Linked DNA regions of Ovis aries: region 1 is linked to region 2. Evidence: chromatin contacts called from public Hi-C data. All regions are on one chromosome and are shown on one strand. Each heading gives the region's core, a stretch centred on a gene start, on an enhancer-like site or on the middle of the called end of the contact. The rest is flanking DNA. Distances are from core to core; before and after follow the strand shown. Region 1 overlaps LOC114113914 (a long non-coding RNA gene). Region 2 overlaps LOC114113914 (a long non-coding RNA gene).

Region 1 (2,980 bases), core at 230-2,729, 46 kb before region 2:
TAGTAAATTTCACTGGGTGTAAATTAAATATTTGAACTTAATGTGAGTTTTGAGAGTCCCTTGGACTGCAAGGAGATCCAACCAGTCCATTCTAAAGGAGATCAGCCCTGGGTGTTCTTTGGAAGGAATGATGCTAAAGCTGAAACTCCAGTACTTTGGCCACCTCATGAGAAGAGTTGACTCATTGGAAAAGACTCGGATGCTAGGAGGGATTGGGGGCAGGAGGAGAAGGGGACGACAGAGGATGAGATGACTGGATGGCATCACTGACTCAATGGACGTGAGTCTGAGTGAACTCTGGGAGTTGGTGATGGACAGGGAGGCCTGGCGTGCTGCAATTCATGGGGGCGCAAAGAGTCGGACACGACTGAGTGACTAAACTGAACTGAACTGAATGTGAGTTTTAGCATACTTACTTTTTGATCTTTCAGTATTTTTCCCACTGCTTTAATGTTCTGGAAAAAGCAAGGGCATATGGGGGCACACAACTTTCCTTCGGCCTCAGACTCCAACACGACCCCCATGGCTTGGGTGGTGAAGAAACCGCATCCCATGGTCTCCCGGTGGAAATGGGGTGTGTCTCCGTCAAGCATGGGAAATCTTGCTGATGATGCCTCCCCTCAGCCTAGAAAAGACCCTTTCCTCTCTGGGGCTGCCCTCTGGGAGTGGGGATTCAGGAAGTAGTCTCCTCACATTTCACACTGTTCTACTGCTGCTGCTAAGTCACTTCAGTCGTGTCTGACTCTGTGTGACCCCATAGGCGGCAGCCCACCAGGCTCCCCCATCCCTGTTCTAGAGGCCATGAAATTATTGCAAGCTGCAACATCATCCCACCCTCACTGCTTGATGAGTAGGAGTCTCTGACCTTTGGGGAGGGGTCACCTTGAGTCCAAGGGCACACACACAGCACATCCTTGACAGAGAACCTGTGACTAGTACTCCTACACAGCAAGCAACTTTAAGAGATGCCAGTGGGAAGTTTCTTAGCTAGAAGACACTTTCTGAGATAATGAGAGGTTTTTTTCCTTATTTTCTTTTGAAATATATAATATGCTCCCATGGTTCAAATACAAAAAGTTGTAAAAAGGTAAACATTGAGAAGCTTTCCTCCCAACCTTGTTCCACACTCCTCTCCTCACATACAAATAGGCTACAACTTCTAGTCATTTCTTGGCAATTGCAGCTTCTTGAAAAATAGTATTTAAATAGGTGTCACGAATTAGGCTAGGACCCACGCAGCTCCTCCTGGATGAGACTGGCTAGCCGGCATGCAATGCTGAGCAGAGTGGTCACATTTTGTGTGTGTGGCTGACCCTGGCAGCACGGAGCCAGCGGCCTGCTTGGGGCCACTGGAGTCCACAGGCATGTGGGCCTCTCCCTTCCAGACTGGCACACAGTCCAGGGTCAGTGCTATGGGATACCCCAGAGCCAGGCCAACAGGGAACGGGTCTGAGGCCACTGGCGTGGCTGGCATCTTGGTCTAATAATAATCAGGTATCAGCGTTTCCTAGAAACACATGACGGGGTTTGTGATCCGTCCCTCCTGAACTGCGAGCAAGCTTCTGCATACTCGGGATGACACGCATCCTCGCAATCGGAATGACATTCCAAACCACAAACACAACTCTTTGTTTTTGTGGTCACCATGTCCCCTCAAGATATCAGTTGCTCCCAAGGTGACCAATTTCCTCTGTTCTCTTGGTCATGATTGGGAGGTCACTGGAAGAGTGGAAGGGAGGAATACCCTTACAGCCAGGGTCCCACAGGGCCCAGAGCTGGAGGCTGGGCTGGTTGAGATCTCAGTACCAACTGGGGAGAAATGCTGATTGAACCACCAAGCCACATTAGCTTTACAACGTGCGAAAGGCGTCCTCTCCTCACGCCTCTTTTGACCACATCCTACTTACCACTCTTCTCTATAAAGTTGCTTCCCACTGAGTCACCCTCTAGGGCTTGCTGGCAAACTTTCAGCTCCCCTGGTTTTCAGCCAAGGGGCCGCTCCCAGACTTCTCCACTCATTCCAACCCTTCACAAGGCCTTGGAAACTGTCAAAAACTTGAGTAGCTTGTGAACTCCCAGGTAGTTCGTAAGCAGAGTGAACCCTCTTTGCTCACTCTGGGCCCTCGGTCTAATTGGAATTGAGGAGGACATGGAGAATACAGGGTCAAGAAAAAGAGAACAGAGTTTGTGGTTCCACCCTAGGGTGGCATTACCTAGCCTAGAGCAGACACATTTTTGGTTCAGTTCAACTAGTGCTCATTAACGCATTCAAAAAAGTGATGATGGCTTTGAAGGCAACTTTAAGTGTAGGAATCCTCTGTTGAGGAGGAGGGGCTAGAAGTGGTAGCCTGTATTCAGAGATCAGGAAATGTCTAGACAGCTCTGGAAAGACAGGCTGTGAAATTGGGACAAGTGTCAAATGCCTAAATGCTGAAGGAAATCCACGTGAAGAAAACAGAAGCTGCAGGGTGGGTTCTGAAGGGAGGTTCTAGGTGAAGCAAGATCCCTGAGCACTGTCCCTATTTTCCTCAAACCCATGCAAGCCTCTCCCTCTTCCATTTGTGCAATGCTTGTTTGTGCCTACTTCACTATGGGCACTCAACAATCAACTCAAATAATGTATTTCTCTGTGTATTTTTTCTATCTCCTTGGATAGGTCTTCCTCCATTTTTGAGAAGAAACATCAAAGAAACAACTTTTTCTCTGGAAGACAGGTTTCATCAGCAGTAATCCATTTCCAGAAATATACTCTAGCCTGGGGGCTTCCCTTGTGGCTCAGCTGGTAAAGAATCTGCCTGCAGTGCAGGAGACCTGGTTCGATCCTGGGGTTGGGAAGATCCTCTGGAGAAGAGAAAGGCTACCCACTCCAGTATTCTGGCCTGGAGCAGGAAATGGCACCCCACTCCAATATTGTTGCCTGGGAAATCCCATGGACAGAGGAGCCTGGCGGGTGACAGGGTCGCAATGAGTCAGACACGAC
Region 2 (3,141 bases), core at 624-3,123:
AGCAGATATGAGAATTCCAGCTGTCTTCTATTAACTCAGATTTGCAAGATTATGAAACAATGGCATTCTTCCCACTAAGTTGTTTTGTTTTAGAAAATAATTATTTTTCATAAATGTTATTTGTTGGTTATGTAATGCATTTTCATTGTTACTTGTAAATGCATTAATAGGTTATCAAATTCTTGGGTTTAATTTCTAGTGTGGTAAATATTGGTCAATATAACTCACCCAAGCAAAAGTTATTTGGCACCCTAAACGATATTTCATAGTGAAAGGGGGTCCTGAAACCAAAAGCCTTGAGAGCTGCTGTTCTAGGACACGTAATCAAGAATGGAATTGCTGGGTTAGTTTTGCACATCCTGGATTCTCCTATGTAATGTGACAAGTTCTCCCAAGTGGTTGTACCAAGTCACCCTCCCACGAGCAACACCTCAGAGGTCCTATAGCAGTACAGATGACCCACCTTCTCAGAAAGCCTTGTGAAAGGGGTGGCTTTAAATGCAGCCACTTCTCCCCTCGGGCTTCCCAAGTGGCACTAGTGGTAAAGAACCCACCTGCCAATCAGGAGACAGAAGAGACACAAGTTGAATCCCTGAATTGGGAAGATCCCCTGGAGGAGGGCGTGACAACCCATTCCAGTATTCTTGTTTGGAAAATCCCCATGGACAGAGGAGCCTGAGGGGGCTACAGCTCATAGGGTCACAAAGAGTCAGACATGACAAGTGACTTGGCGTGCACACACATGCACTCGCCCCCTCTGCCGTACCCTGCTCCACAGGGCTTTCCAGGTGGGCTTCCCAGATGAATCAGATTCACAGTCCACTCTCAGAAAAAAGACGCTCCTTCAGCTCTGGGGACAGCTTCACAGTGAGGCTCTGGAGTCAAAGAGATTAGGAAATGCCGCCACCCCATCAGGGACAGCTGTTGGCTGGGGTTCTGGACAGGAGAATGACTTATTGCAGACTGAGGGTCTGCTTATCCACTTTGGATCTCTTGGGAACCATGCTGATTTTAGACCTCTCTGCAAATGTAAATGTGTAACTCCTTCTCCCTCTTCATTCATGGCTCCTGCTCCCCGCTCAGAGCTTTCCTTCCCCAAGTGCACCTTGCTGGAGCAGCCAAGGCAGGTTGTCTACATATCTGTAGCCCTCACCCTCCTCAGCCTAAAAAAAGCCCTGAAGAGGCCATAAGTGGGCCTCTGGCTCTCACAGGCTGGAAAGGAGTTTCCCAGGAGAATTCCCAGCCTTATCCTAGAAGATGAAATCTAGAAGGCATGTTCCTGCCTCAGAAACACAAAGAGGTGGGGCTTTTTTTTTTTCTTTAATTTTCTTAGCACCAAAAACATTTTGTATTGGGGTATAGCCTATAACAATGTTGTGATATTTTGAGGTGAACAGTGAAGGGATTCAGTCATACATATACATGTATCCATTCTGTTGTGAGGCTGAGTTTTGCACTCCATGATTCCAAAGCCTTCTCAGGCTGGGACCACGAATAGTTTATCATATCCCTTCTTTGAACATAAACACGCACACCTGGGAATAACTGCATTCACAGGAAGTAGGCCAGTCTGGAAGAATAAAAAGTGTCTTCATTTTCAGAAACATGTTTACCCCCAGACAGGCTTTTTAACCAGGAAGAACGCTGCCGGGTTGTGTCCATTCTCTTCAGAGCCCTCTTCCCTCCGCCCTTCCCACAAAACCTCCACTTCCGTCACAAGTTGGCAGGAACTTGCTGTTCCTCAGGCCTGGGATGCCTGCCAGAGCCCTCCCATTTTCCGGAGAGATTTTCTTCTATTTCTAAGTAGAGTCGTTTAAAATCCGGATGCCATATGGGGCCGGGCTCCTTGCCTTTCAAGTCCCACCCCCTTCCCTAACCCCTGGGCCCACAGAGCAGGCCCCTCGCCACTTCACTGTTCTTGACTTTGGAGCCAGACAGTGTGACCACAGCCAAGCTGCTTCTGTGGAGCACGCTGGCTCCAGCTCCAGGTCAGCGATGGGGGAAGCTGCCAGAAGAAATCTCACTGGGCAATGAGGCTCCTGAAAGACCTACCAGCTGCCTCTTCCCTCAGGCCCCTCACTTTCTTCTCCCCTACCTCACTGTCCCAGAGTCCTCAGACCAGAGGAATCAGACCAGCTCATCTAGCCCTCAGACAGAGCCAGACTTAGCCAGCACAGATGACAGGGAGATAGTCTAGTTGAAAAAAACAACCAAAAGAGTGTTTACAGCCTTCATTCATTTTGTTCTAATACACAGCCATTCACTCATTAATTTTCAGTCCAACAAGGTACCTACACGTACCAACTGCTGCTATCAGTATTGTGCCATTGTGGATCTTATGTACAACTGATGGACATTAGAGATTTAATGTAGGAAGGAAAGGGGCTTCCGTGGTGGCTTGGTGATAAAGAACCCACCTGTCAGTGCAGGAGACTCGGGTTCGATCCCTGGTCTGGGAAGATCCCACATGCCTCGGAGCAACTAAGCCTCTATGCCACAACTACTGAGCCCGTGCTCTAGAATCTGGGAACCTAAACTACCAAGCTCATGTGCCGAAACTGCTGAAGCCCACGCTCCATGGCAAAAGAAGCCTGCATACCACAACTAGAGAGCAGCCCCTGCTCGCTGCAACTAGTAGCCCCTGCCGAAGTAGTGACGAAGACCCAGCTTAGCCAATAAATAAAAATTTTAAATATATATATATATATATATAGGAAGGAAGGAATAGGAAGTCGTTGGAAAAATTATAATAAAGAGAATAATTAGAGGCTGCTCAGCCCCAGATCTGAAAATATCCTTTGATCCTATTGTAAACTTATCGGTGCATCTAGGGTTCACCAGGCCTGAAGTCCAGATCTAGCAATCAAGAAGGCTGGAAAACCCACCAAGAATGTAATGGCAAAGGGAGTGGGAAATTGAAAATGTAGCTTTGAATTTCCCCCAACACATACACGGAAGGAAGTGAGCCATCATCGGAAGCTTAGAGGGGAGGGCCCTGGCCCCCAGCAGCCGCAGAACCCTTTGCTCAAGACTGCAGAGCTGCTGGCAATTAGAGGATCTCCCCCAAGCTGAGGGAGGGGCCCTTGGCCTCCGGCCCTGGTGCCGCTTTTCTGGTTGCTACAGGAGCTGTGGGTGTGCTTA

Evidence for each region. A called contact is a pair of places that touch in the nucleus more often than the background predicts.
Region 1: a contact with region 2 is called in a Hi-C map of muscle, with 2.3 times the contacts expected there. The contact joins two enhancer-like sites. A contact is called at or near these places in 4 of 16 Hi-C or Micro-C datasets (liver, muscle and tail adipose tissue).

Annotation. Positions count from the first base shown.
Region 1 is chr3:43,951,195-43,954,174 of ARS-UI_Ramb_v3.0, reverse strand. The region is part of intron 2 of LOC114113914 (a long non-coding RNA gene); the gene reads right to left. Among named protein-coding and RNA genes, the nearest start is that of LGALSL, 97 kb to the right of the region's middle. Within about 2 kb of position 1,479, at least 2 of the 54 cell types and tissues checked have an H3K27ac peak or open chromatin away from gene starts, as enhancers often do. A contact at or near this core is called in muscle, where this site is marked.
Region 2 is chr3:43,905,858-43,908,998 of ARS-UI_Ramb_v3.0, reverse strand. All of the region lies in intron 1 of LOC114113914 (a long non-coding RNA gene), which reads right to left. Among named protein-coding and RNA genes, the nearest start is that of LGALSL, 51 kb to the right of the region's middle. Within about 2 kb of position 1,873, at least 21 of the 54 cell types and tissues checked have an H3K27ac peak or open chromatin away from gene starts, as enhancers often do. A contact at or near this core is called in muscle, where this site is marked.